Regions from separate parts of the Macaca mulatta genome. Here region 1 is linked to region 2. A link is a contact called in public Hi-C data. All regions are on one chromosome and are shown on one strand. The core of a region is the stretch at or near the end of the contact, and the rest is flanking DNA. Distances in the headings are between cores, read along the strand shown. Region 1 holds the start of GCLC (glutamate-cysteine ligase catalytic subunit). Region 2 holds the start of LOC114677585.

What was found. A called contact is a pair of places that touch in the nucleus more often than the background predicts.
Region 1: a contact with region 2 is called in a Hi-C map of fetal cortex germinal zone, with 3 times the contacts expected there. The contact joins the promoter of GCLC here to the promoter of LOC114677585 in region 2. A contact is called at or near these places in 3 of 14 Hi-C or Micro-C datasets (fetal cortex germinal zone, fetal cortical plate and liver).

What each region holds. Positions count from the first base shown.
Region 1 is chr4:128,817,007-128,823,351 of T2T-MMU8v2.0, forward strand. GCLC (glutamate-cysteine ligase catalytic subunit) reads left to right here and starts at 4,062. Exons shown (of 16, transcript NM_001261107.1): 1 at 4,062-4,218. The coding sequence starts at 4,069.
Region 2 is chr4:128,554,536-128,561,174 of T2T-MMU8v2.0, forward strand. It overlaps LOC114677585, which reads left to right and starts at 2,113. Exons shown (of 3, transcript XR_013416327.1): 1 at 2,113-3,045; 2 at 3,642-3,710. LRRC1 (leucine rich repeat containing 1) reads right to left here and starts at 1,922. Exons shown (of 14, transcript NM_001266506.1): 1 at 1,563-1,922. The coding sequence starts at 1,721.

The DNA.
Region 1 (6,345 bases), core at 2,812-5,311, 260 kb after region 2:
ACAGACAAAAATCTTAAGGACTTCAGAGGCAGATCCGCGGGTTTTGGGGAAAGGGTGTGTCAAGGGAGAAGAAAGGATGTAATGAAGGTTGGCATCAAGTCCCAGGAAGAATCACACTGAAGGCAGCCACCAGCTTCACCCAGGCTGAGTGGTGTAGTAGACAGCTTTGAAGTATCACTGGAGTTCAAATCCCGACTTAGCCACTACCTGTTACTTAGTATTACTGGATCTCAGTTGCCTCACTTATAAAATGTGGCAAAAATTAGTACTGTTTTACGGATACCAGCTCAAAGTACCTGGCATAGAGTGCGATATACTGGTACCCACGCAACAGACCACCAAGGTGAAAGGATACTCAAGCCAAAGAGAGCGGTAAATGCAGGGGCAGATGACCTAGAAGTGCCTTCCTCAGAGTCCCCTAGGCACTCTCTCTGTTTTCTTTATTTGATCTCGCGAAGTCGCTGACTCAGGGGAAACTGGGAATGGCGTGACCACAGGGAAAGTGATGTATTTTTTGGTCCTTAGAAGCCCGAAACCCATCGTGTCTGAAATGACTGCTGCAATACCAGCAGCAGCAGCAGCCCAGAGGTCAGGAGTGATGGACTGAGACTCTGCCCTGAGAAGCCTCCCCCGGATTGACCTCCGGCTCGGAGCCCGCACAGAATGCTGAGTCACGGAGAGGCGGTGCCGCGCGCGGGGGAGGCGGGCCCGCGCAGTCACGTGGCGGGGGCTGTATCACAACAACGGCGCGGCGTGCACCGCCCGCGGCCCACACCGCTTCCTCCGGCGACAGGCCGGCTCTCCGAGCATGCTCAGCTTGGCCTCAAGACCGCACAGCATCCCCCGATGCGGATCTCCACCGTCCAGGTTTTTCGGGCGGCTCTGGGGGCGGGGCCTGTGTTGGTCCGCGGAGCGGCGAGGCTAGGTTGCCTAACCAGGGCGCCGCTGGGCAGTGATGGGTTCCTGGCGAGCGGGTCTCGCGTTTTTCCGCAGAAGACACTACCGGGAATTGGCCTTTGGTCATGGTATAGGGAAGAGCTGATACTGCAAGATATGAGCTCCTTCTTTCCCTTCAGCTATCGTTACAGCCCTGATGGAGCTGTCTGCTGAAAACTCACTTCCAGATGTCGAAACCTAGCCCTGGGTGCAGTCTACAGAATGAAATCGAGCAGTAGTGGAGCTATGCAGGCAAAGCATTGTCAGAGGGGAGTGACTTTTGTTAAATATGACTTCAGTTGATCCGTGATGGGGTTTTTGTTTTTTCTTTGTAACAGAAACGGCTGAAGGCACTGAGAGATCAAAGTTTAAATTGGGCATAGTGCCTTGTGGTGCAACAGTGCCTGCGCCCTTTTTGGGATTATCCAAAGCACTGGGACCCCCGCTGGGAGAGCTGGTTCAGAATGCGGGGGATAGGGTGAGGGAGGTCCCTTATGTGAGTGTCAGCCGGGATCTAGGACAGAATAACTCCAATTACAGTGTTAAACTCTCACTAGGTTCAGTGTCGCATAGGGCTTTGGCTAGACTAGAATTTAGTCTGTTACTGAACCGCCCAGGTCCATGATTCCTAACGGGTGCATGGGAAAAGTGTATGGTGTGCAGCAGGTGTATGGGAAAAGTGTGCTTTGCGAAGAGTAAATCAAGGTCTACATCAGTACTGTTTGAATAAAGTGGAATGAGAGCCACATATGTAATCTTAAATTTTTCAGTAGCCTCCTTTAAAACTAAAAATAAAAGTGGGACTGGGGGTGGTGAATTAATTTAAATAACGTACTACATCATATTTAACTCAAAATTTCTGAAATACTATATGTAATCAATATACAATTTTTCATGAGCTATTTACAACTTTTTATTCCACTAAGTCTTAGAATCTGATGTGTGACTTACACTCACAGCACATCTGGGCCACTAAGTTTTCATTGGAAATACTTGATCTGTAATTACATTTCATAAAATTTACAGTCAAAAAGTGGATTCACATTTCCAACTTGTTCCAGATTTACTTAAAAGCTTTCCAGTAACTGAATGGTGTATCAGTTTTTAAATTTACATTTAAATTGATTAAATTAAAATGAAAATTTGGTTTCTCGGTCATGTTAGCCACATTTCAAATGTGCATCGGCCAATGTGGCTGATGGCTGTCATGTTGAACAATGCAGGTCTATGAAAATGTGAGGTGAGATGGTGAGAATAACCCAGTGATCCTTGGATGTCTTACCTACATGTGAAACACTGTTTCTCCCCCTCTCCCACTACCTGCTTTTCACGGAGAAGCTAACATTTATTAAGCACACACTCTATACCAAGCACTTTTCTAGAATTAAAGGTACAAAAGGCATAAGTCATCTCTGCCCTAGAGGAAAGGCTGTGGAAAAATTAGAATGTGGTTTGATTTCTATCCCAGCTGTGTGAGGAGGATGGAAACATCTCCTGAGCTTCAAACATCCCTACCACACACACACACACACACACACACACACACACACACCCCATTGTGGAAATCCCAGCCAGACCTTGTATATTCATGTCCCCAAGTCCTGTGAGGGGCACAACCAATATGAAGGCTGTGGGAGAAGAGAATCTGGCTATCATGTACTCACTCATTCAGCAATTAATAAGTGCTTACTAAATGTTAACTCTGTAGTGCGAGGGAAGATGGTATGATAAACACACACTTTCTCAGTAGGTACATGTATGATCTAGTTGCTTGCACTTTTCCCCTGACAGGTCATTGCTCTGTCAACACATATTTATTAAACAATTATTTGGGGGCATGGTACCTCCTTCCTCTCCTTTCCCTCCAAGATAAGGCCAACTCTAGGTGTTCCCACTATCTTCATCCCCACTGTAGGCTCACATGAACGTCATTTTGATCACTTAAGGGATGAATTTTAGGTTTAGATGGTAAACTTTTGGAGATGGTTCCTCATATGGTCTATCTCGAGACTTTTTGCAATAAATGTAGTCTGTGTCATCCAGAGAACATATGTCACCAGTTAATCAAGGGAGTAGGGAATAATGATGATTTACAAATGTTGACAAATTGATTCCTCTTAATAACCGGGTCAATTTATTGGCCATCAACACTATACACATGTACACTATGCACATAATTACGACATCTATAAAAGATAGAATTAATATAATTGTATGCAGCTATGGGAAGAACTTGTCCCAAGTCTCACAGTCAGTAAGTGATGGAGCCTAGAGTTGAACTGTTTCACTTCACTACCATGTTAATGCTTTTCTCAACACATTCTGCCGCTCTCACTGATTTAAGTGTGAGGCCCTGACCAACTAAAAAATAATATGGTGAGTTAGTCATTGATTCAAACAATCAACTTTCTTCCCCAACCCCAAGTTTGTCTCTTTTGATTAGGAAAAAAAAATGAATTTTGACATGTCGCGTTTGCTTAAAGCGAGGCAGACCGCAGGCCCCCTTCCCGCGAGCTGCTTCCCTCGACTCCGCCCCAACCACCCTTGCACACCCCTCCTCAGTCTCCGTAGTTCCCACCGGGCTCCCCCCGGCCACGCCTCCGCCGCTGCACCTCCTCCTGTCCCCGCCTTCGCCCGTAGTCTATAAAACCCGGAGCGACGGATCGCGCCCAGGAGCGGCGAGCAAGCGGACGCAAAGACTGGGCATGCTCGGCGGCGGCGCAGGTTTTGGTCACAAGTAGGAAGAAGCCAGTGCACCAGACCGGCAAAGAGAAGCGGGAGCAGCCGCGGCAGCGCGGCCGTGGGGTCCGCAGACGCCGCCGCTTCGGAGCGGGAGAAGGAGCAGCGGGGAGCCGGCCAGGGCGAGGCCGCCGGGCCGAGAGCCGTCCCGCCTGCCCTCAGTCTTCTGCCTTCGCATCCGCGCGGTGCGTCGGACCCAGGGTCTGTCACCTGGGCGCCAGGGGCCGCCGCCGGGGAGCCGGAGCGGACGGGACCCTCCCTCCGCCGACTGCGGCCCGAGGGCGCCCCCGCGGGGTGGAGCGGCAGCTGCCTTCTGCGGGCTGCTGAGTGTCCGTCTCGCGCCGGGAGCGGGCGGCCGCCGTCAGCCCCGAGGAGGAGGAGAAGGGGGCGGCCATGGGGCTGCTGTCCCAGGGCTCGCCGCTGAGCTGGGAGGAAACCAAGCGCCATGCCGACCACGTGCGGCGGCACGGGATCCTCCAGTTCCTGCACATCTACCACGCCGTCAAGGACCGGCACAAGGACGTTCTCAAGTGGGGCGATGAGGTGAGCGCCCGCGGCCCCCGCCCTTGCCCGGCACCCCTCTCTGGCCGCCCGCGCTGCCTTTGTCTGGCCCTACGCCCCCGGCCCTATCGCGGTCCGCGTTCTCCACTGTGCCCGGGGGTCCTCGAGCGCCTCCCGGCCCCGGGAGCATCGTCCCTGCCTTCGCCTATTCGGCGTCCAGGGCCATCCTCCTGACTAGACTCCTTTCTCGTTCATTCATTCTTTTGGGTTTTCCCCTTCATTCCATAAACACGGATTGGGCGCTGGGAGGGCGTGAGCATGAAAAAGTGACACTAGGTGCTGCGAGTCTTCAACCTAGTGTTTCTGCAGACAGGCGACTACCACGATCCATCTTAGAGGCTCAAAATTCGCTTTTGCGGTCAGTATGAAAGAGACTAAGTTTTCCTAGCAGGCCTGCTGCTTTTAGAAATCAGGTCTTCAGGATGTCCACTTCTGCTCAACCTCATGCAGGTGTCTTTTTCTTAAACCTCTCCAACTTCTCATCTCCCCTCCCCTCCAACACACACACTTGATAGCTATAAATTGAAACCAGTAAATTACGGCTCAGTTTCCTACATGGGGGAGGAAACTTCCCTTTCCTGTTTAGTTCTAAGTGGGAAAGCATTTAGAGTTTCAGCATTAGGATTTGCTTGTGTCTTTCCATGGCCTAGGTCCAGCATCCAAACTTCACAAACCAGTGTTCTGCGTAGAGATGAAATGTCTCTAGATTCTCAGTATGTTGAACCATTGTTTATTGGAATGATCTGGAATGCAGCAATGTTAAAACTGTTGGTTTAGTGTCATCTGCCAAAACGTTTTGTGCCTTCCCTTTCTGTTTTTGAAAATTACGTGTGTATGCAGTACACATTAAATGACTTCTTGAGAAGTCCATCTCTTTTTTCTTGTTTTTAATTTTTGCCTTAGCTGGCTTGCCACCTGTGTAAACTGTTTATCTTTTGGCCAGTGTTGTTACCACTCTTGGCCTAAGTGCTGAGGTGCTCTTACACCAGTGCAGAATATCTCCTTTCAAAAAGTTAGTTTTTTTTTTTTTTTTTTTTTTCTAAGATTGGGAGATAATTCTGCCTCCTACAGCTGAAGAAATTGTGCTGTTTTAAATTAGGAAAGTATGATGACTAGTAATTCACATTTCTACAAAAAGTGGTTTGTCACTTCTTTGAACAGAAAAAGCACAGCATGTGTTTTGGTGATGATTCTTCAGTTTTACTGTAAAGTTCATAATTTCTTTACAGCATCTGCCATTTTGTATATTCATTTTTGTATTGTGTGTCACAGGAAAATGTAAGACGAAATAGGGCAGGGACATAATGTTTGTTCACCTGTGTTTTCCTAGGTCCCAGCCTTGTGCCTGGCATCAGGTCCTTGTGGCATGAATGAGTGAATTACCATTTAAAGTTTCCACTGTATGGTAACTAGTCATTCTAGAGCAGTTCAAAGTTTGACATTTTTTTGTGCTACTCCTTTTTTTTTTTTTTTTTTTTTTTTTGAGACGGAATCTTGCTCTGTGCCCAGGCTGGAGCGCAATGGCGCGATCTCGGCTCACTGCAACCAGTGCCTCCCGGGTTCAAGCATTTCTCCTGCCTCAGCCTCCTGAGTAGCTGGGATTACAGGTGCCTGCCACCGGGCCCAGCTAATTTGTGTATTTTTAGTAGAGATGGGGTTTCACCATGTTGGTCAGGGCGCTCTCAAGCTCCTGACCTCAGGTAATCCACCTGCCTCGGCCTCCCAAAGTGCTGGGATTACAGGCGTGAGCCAGTGTGCCCTGTGCTTCTTTTGACATTTAACTAGGTCTCTCTACAAAGACAGGCAGTTCATGTCTTTGGTAGTCATTGTCCCAGGTAGAAGTACATCAACAGGAAATTTGCAGCACAGTTGGAGCTCAGCAACTCATTCCGGAGACAACACCCCACCCCCCACCACCCCTAATCCATCTTCGTCCCATTTGGTGTATTCCTGCAAGACCCTCCAGGAATCCTTAATCTTACCCTTTTAAAAAGGGCCTCTCCTGTTGGCAGGAAGAGCATTTAGAACTACCTATTTTAAGTGACTTTTGTAGTTGTTAGGTAAGTTGAAGTGAGAAGAGCTGAAGAGTAGAGTCTTGAAGTACATGTC
Region 2 (6,639 bases), core at 863-3,362:
ACTCCATCTTTAATAATGTCATTCTGAAGCCCCTGAAAAGTATTAAATTACATATTCTATATTCCTGGTGATATCACTGCCTAAAACTACACAACTTAAAGCAGTGAGTGAGCTGACGACTGGTAAGTGAAATCTTTAATGATGTGAAAGGCCAGAAAAAAATCACGTGTTTGAAAATGCCTGCAGAATAATAAAAGCCTGAGGGAACCTGATGGCTTTGCTGCTTCTAAGCTAAATAAAGCCTGGGGGGCTTTGCAAAGGTCCTAGTGAGGATAATCTCTATGATTACACAGAGTAAACACCCAATCCATTCCACAGGAACCCAGGAAAGTTAATCCAAGAAGAACACCACCACTTAAAATATTGAGAAAAACACACAGTTCTGATTGTTTAAATGCTCCATCAGCGCTGGAGAACGTATCAGGTCATTCTAACAAGCCAGAACACTTGACTAGTGTTTCTGTGACAATGATTTGGCTTGTGTTAACTAAAGGACAAGCAAGATGTTTGCGTTCCAACGCTCAGCCCTTACACAGGTCCGATCTCCGACTCCCAGCAGTCTCCCTACTTCCTGCACACCTTTGGATTATTGCACACTGACTTCCTGCACACACCTGGGTTTGAGACACCTTCCCCCTGAAGGGTTACTCTAGCTAAGTTTCCGAGACAAGCTCGAAGGAAGTTCGCTGTCCCCCTACTCTCGGTCAAAGCACCATCAGCACATGTCACTTGACAAGTTCGGCGGCAGTGGAGTGATCAATTTACATAAACAACTTTGAAGAGATAACGCATCACTGCAACTACAGAAAGTCGGCAGGACGACTGCGGCCACTCCGGGAAAGGAGGCTGCAAGGCTGGCCCGCGGGCAGAGCCTCTGCTGACGTTCACCGCAGCTCCCACCACGCAACAGGTCCACGCAGGCAGGGCCCGGGCGGCCGGCATCTGGGCACCTGCCCCCAGCGCTCCAGGCCCAGCTCTCCCCTACCCCCATCCTGCGTCCACCCCCGTAGCCACTGCAGGCCAGCCGGCCAAGCCCACCCGCGATAAAGCACGGAGCACATTCCTCCCAAGATGCCGAGATAGTGCGGCCCGCTTGAGCGCTGCCCAGGTCACAAGGTCCTCTGGGACAAGCCTCGACCAAAGGAGAGGCGCGCCCGGCCCTTAGTGGGGGAACGACCGCGGGGAGTGGAGGGGGGCGGGAGGCTGTGCTCTGTAGCTTCCAAATGGAAACAGCCTGAATCACCCGGCTTCTCACCTGCCCGGGCACAAGTGCCAGGTGTCAGTACCTAGACATGGATCTAAGTTACTTAACAGTCCAGAACGTTTCTCCAATAGCACGAGCCCCAGTGACTACGCGGAAAATATTCGGTCACTTTGAATAAAATGAAAAGGAACTTTTACTGGGAAAGGATGGAAGTAAAGAGACACGGGGAGAAAGAAGCAGGTGAATGCATAAAAGAGGGACGGTTCCTTCACGCCGGACCCGGAGGTGGAAGAGGGGACGAGAGAGCGGAAGGGACAACAGGCGAGAGCAGAGCGCGCAGGTGAGGCCGGACCCTTACCTCGGGCAGCTCGCGGAGCTGGTTGGCGTCCAGCAGCAGCTCCTCCAGACTCCGGGCATAGCGGTAGATCTCCTCGGGGACATAGACCAGCGAGCAGTGGCGCTTGTCGATGCTCTCCACATGACGGTTGCACCGCCACAGGGGGATGCAGTGGAACATCGCCGCCCCCGCCGCCGCCGAGCCGGGTCCCGAGCGGCGGAGACCCGGGCTCTGAGCCCGCTCTGCCCGGCGGCTCCGCTCAGCCCGCTGCCCTCTCCGCGCTCGTTGTTGGCTCTCGGGCTCGCTCGCTTCTCGCGCCCGGCTTCGCGGTCGGAAGCGCTTCAAGGAACCTCGGGCGGGAGCCCCTGCCCCGTCCCTGCACCCCCGCCCGCCAGCCGGTGCCTCCCCTCCCACCCTCCAGTCGCCGCCCCCGCCGCCGCGCGGAGCTTCCTACTCGCGGCAGCTGCGCGGACTGAGCATGCGCACCAGTGGGTGCGCGCCGAGGGCGTTTCCCGGCCCGAGGGATGCTCCGCTCCGGGTTTTCCCGGCGACCTGGATCGGAGAGGGTCCACAGACCTGCGGGCCGGCTGCTGCAGGTCCGCTTACTCCGGCTAGGACGGGGGCGCGTCGGGCCCTTTGAGGAAGGCAGACTGTGAAAGGACTTGGGGCAAAGATAAGGCGGAGCAGAGGCGGCCTGAGCAGAGCAGAACAACTTTGATATTTAGTTTTATTTAACTCGCACTCCTCTCCTTGCTCCCCTTCCCCAAAACAACTTTCTCTTCCGGGGTCAGACAGGACCGCCCCGAAAGCGTACCTTGCGCGCCTGGAGCGCCAGGCGCTACGAGATTCGGTGTAGTTTTGAGGTGTTTGCACCGCCCTCGCTGCTGCTTTCGTGGCTGCCCGTGTGCCCGCTGCTCACGGCTGCTCCAGAAGTGTGAGCGGGCCGCGCCCGGCCCCTGCCCTGCCCTCTGGTCCTCGGGCACCGCCTGCAGGCTTTGTAACTTGGGAGCACATCTCCGGTGATCATGGTTTATGCAGTGAGTGACAGTAAATCCTCCTCCCTGTACCACCAAAGGCATAGGAGTCTGAGAGTCTGCGAGAGTCTCATAGATGTGGTTGCACCTGGCCAGGAGCCCAGCTGCAGAAATAAGCAGGCAAAAGCGAGTTTCTGAGCCAGTTCCAGCCCGGCCCAGATGTTGGCCCCTGACAACTAGCTGGAGTTGGTGCGGAGGGAGGAGCAAGGGAAGAGGGGCAGGTCGAGGCTGCCAGGTGAGCATCCTGCATACAGCTCCTGCTTTTCTGCTGCAACCCGGGTCCCGTCCAGCCCGGATGAACCGGGAGGCTCACTATTGGGTTATAACGACCATTCCCTCGCCCCGACTCATTCCAGCGGACCACGGCCGGAATCCTGAACTGCCCCTCTTCACCTGTAACTGTTTGCAACACAATCCCCATCTCCGAATAACAAGATTTTCTCCTTTCATGAAGGGTTGCTCAAGTCAAGGTCAGTAACAATGATGAATCATTTCCTTGGGGGCTCCTCTGACTCCCCACCCGGCCGCCCCTTCGTTCCACACTTTCCCTTTCAAGCATACTCAAACTCCAGGTTCCACCTGTGGCCTCTGCCACGCTGCCACGCTGGCTCTCCCACCCTCACTCCCGCCCTCCAGCTGCTATAGCTAAAATCTGGAGCCACGGAGTTCACTTTTCTATAGAAGACAAAGCTGAGCATGCTCAGTGGCCAAGACAAAGTTTAGTCGGAAACTAGTTTTTGCATTAGACTCTCCATTGGCTCCATAGACTCTCCCGTATCTTAAAACTGGGCACAGGAGGGTTTCCCCGGTGAAATGGAGAAGAGGACACTTGGTCTTTTCAACTCTGCTAGGAGGGCTCCTTTCTTCCCAGTCCGTAAGGAGGGGTCTGACTTTCATTTCTACCCCAGCCTTATCACCTTAACTCTCATTCCAGTCAATGCCTAAACTCCGTTGCCCTACCCACTTCTCCCTCTCTTTTGTTTGTCCTGATTTGATTCCTGCATTCTCACAGAGGGCTACCTGGACTTTGAACCTCCACCCCACTTTCTACATTCTTGCATTCCAGAAACACATATGAAGCTCATTTCTGCCACCCTTCCTAGAAAACTGGTTCCTGACAGAGACATGTGGGAAGGTTGGTAAGTCCCCGTCTTCAAGTTTTCCAACCGCTTAAAAAAAAAAATTAAAGAAGGCTGGCTCCCTCCATTTAATCTAATGTTGATTTCCAGAGATTATCACACTAGATTATTTTAACAAACACCAAATGTATTTTAAAGACGTGTCCAGTCTTTTAAAAATTCAAACTTCAATAAGCATTCCTTGTGTGCCTCTCCATGATGCTTCAGTTTCTCTGTGTTATTTTTGTATCAGCTTAATTCGAAAGAGATTGTGACCTCTTGAACAACAGATACTGTCTCACTTGCTTTGTAGATCGGGGAATCTGCCACAATGCCATATGCACAGTCAATGATCAACAGTTTTTGTTGATTTAATTCTGTGGGTAGTCAGTAGGCGAATTCTTGACTTTCCTTGTTTCCAAGGATCTGCCAAGAATTTGAAACAGCATAGTAAGAGAGAAAAAATGAAACAACACCTTGTCAACTACAGAATAGGGAAGCAATTAACTTTTTATTCACCTGAAGAATTTTAGGGTTTCCCACCTGATATAACATCTAGTTTCTTCCACCACATACAAATGAGTTTGACTCAATTTAAACAAAGTTTAAAAAGACCACCTAAATCAATTTATTCTTAGAATAATGTAATTCTTTTATTCATTTATACTGTGAAGCATGTTTTCACAGCCTTTGAGCTAAAGAGATCTGTGTTTGAACTCTTATTATGCCACTAGCTTTGTAGAAATTGACAGTTGACTTAACTTTTATAAGCCTCAGTTTTACCATATCTCAAATGAGGATAATGGTTCATGGGATTGTTATCTGGATTAAATGAAATGAAAGATATGAGATGCTTAGTAGAGTATCAGACACATATTACTTTAATCAATAAATATTCATTATGCACTTTATTCGCCAGCCTCCAGGAAGTTGGGGGCAACATCCACCATTTCCTGGTTGGTCTGTGTAACCAATCTTTTCTCTCTCGAATCACACTCACTTTGGGGAAACCAGCTGCCATGCTGAGCAAATCTAGAGCTCCACGTGCCAAAGAATTGCAGCTGGCAACTAGCAAGGGACAACTAGCAAGGGACTGATGATTCTTGGCAGTAGTCATGTGAGTGAGCTATCTTGGAAGCCAATTCTCCAGCCCTTGTCAAGCCTTCAAGTGACTGCTGCACCAGCTTGACTAAAACCTCATGATAGCCTCTGACTCAGGACCACTCAGCTAAGCTGCTCCCCACTCTTGCACCTCAGAAATTATGTGAGACAATAAATGTTTTTTGCTTTAAACTGCTAAGATTTGGAGTAATTTATTACACAGCAACAAATAACTAATAAAGGTACATACTATGTACCAGGCATTGTGCTAGATACTAGAAATGTAAGAAAAAACAAGATAGGTCTTAACCTCATGAAGCTTATTCTCTAAAGGTAGGAGAATGATAAATACTTAGTGGTCTGTTGTTGCATTGTCATTAATTTTTTGAGCATGATGTCATTAATTTTTTTTAAGTGAAAATCCAAAATGTTAGCTTGTAAGATAGGGTCAAAATGGAGATTCAGAGGTTTGGGCATGTGAATTTTAATGTGAGGTACCACCACCTAACCACTAGAATGACTTAAAATTTAAAAAAAAAAAAAAAAGACAATCCCAAATGTCACTGAAGATACAGACCAACTTGGCCCTCAGAGTGGCTGACACCTACGATTCCAACATTTTGGGAGGCCAAGGCAGAATGGGGTGGAGGGATCGCTTGAGGCCAGGAGTTCAAGACCAGCCTGGGCAACATAGGAAGACACCCATCTCTACAAAAAATAATAAATTAGCCTGGCATAGTGGCATGTGCCTGGAGTCCCAGGTACTCAGAAGGCTGAGGTGGAAGGATCACTTGAGTCTTCTAGTTAGTTAGAGGCTGCAGTGAGCCGGGCACTGCACTCAGCCTGGACAACAGAGCAAGATACTATCTCAAAAAAATTTTAAAAAATGGAGCAACTGGAATTCATACATTGCTGATAGAAGTGTAAAATGGTAAAACCACTTTGTAAAACAATTTGGCAGTTTATTGTAATCATATGCCTGCCCTGATGATCTAGCCATGCTACTCCTAGGTATCTGCACAAGAAAAAGTGAAAACATATGTCCAAGTAAGGATTGTTTACAAATGTGCAGAGCAGTTTTGTTAATAACAGCCCCAAACTGGAAACAATCCAAATATTCATCAACAGATGGATACAGTGTAGTATAGTAAAACAATGGACTAGCATTCAATGAAAAGGGGCAAGCCATTAATACATGTAACAGTGTGCATAAATGGCAAAAACTATGTTATACAAAAGCCAGACACAAAAGAGTACATACTATATGATCCCATATATATAAAATTCTGGAAAATGCAAACTAACAAAGTGACACAACCTAAATCAGTGGCCTAGAACCTGTTAGTTGGGTTGTAGGAAGGATTGTGGTGATAAAGATTGGTGATGAAAACCAGGGAATTTGTAGGGGAAGTGGGAGATGGAAATATTATATATCTTGATTGTGGTGTAGTTATGTGGGTGTATACTTTATTCATCAGACTGTATACTTAAAATAGGAAACATTTATTATATAAAATGTATGTATCAGTAAAATTAATTTTAAAAATTAAAAAGTATACAGGTGAATGTATCCAACAAGTAGTTGTAAATTACATCTAGGGTTAGTCGTGTTGTATTAGTTGCTCAATAAATATTTACTTGTTCACTACATGCGAGGCACTGGGTTAATTTGCTGGAGAGACAAAAAAGAACAAGACAGGGCTTTCAGTCTTACTGAAAGAAAGGCAACTATCAAGGAACTTATAAATCAGTACTATTGTAGTGTAAAACAGCTTTTGTTCTCAATCTAGAGAGGATGACCTTTTGTCCTATAAAAGATTATTTAAGTGACCCTCTGAGGTATTT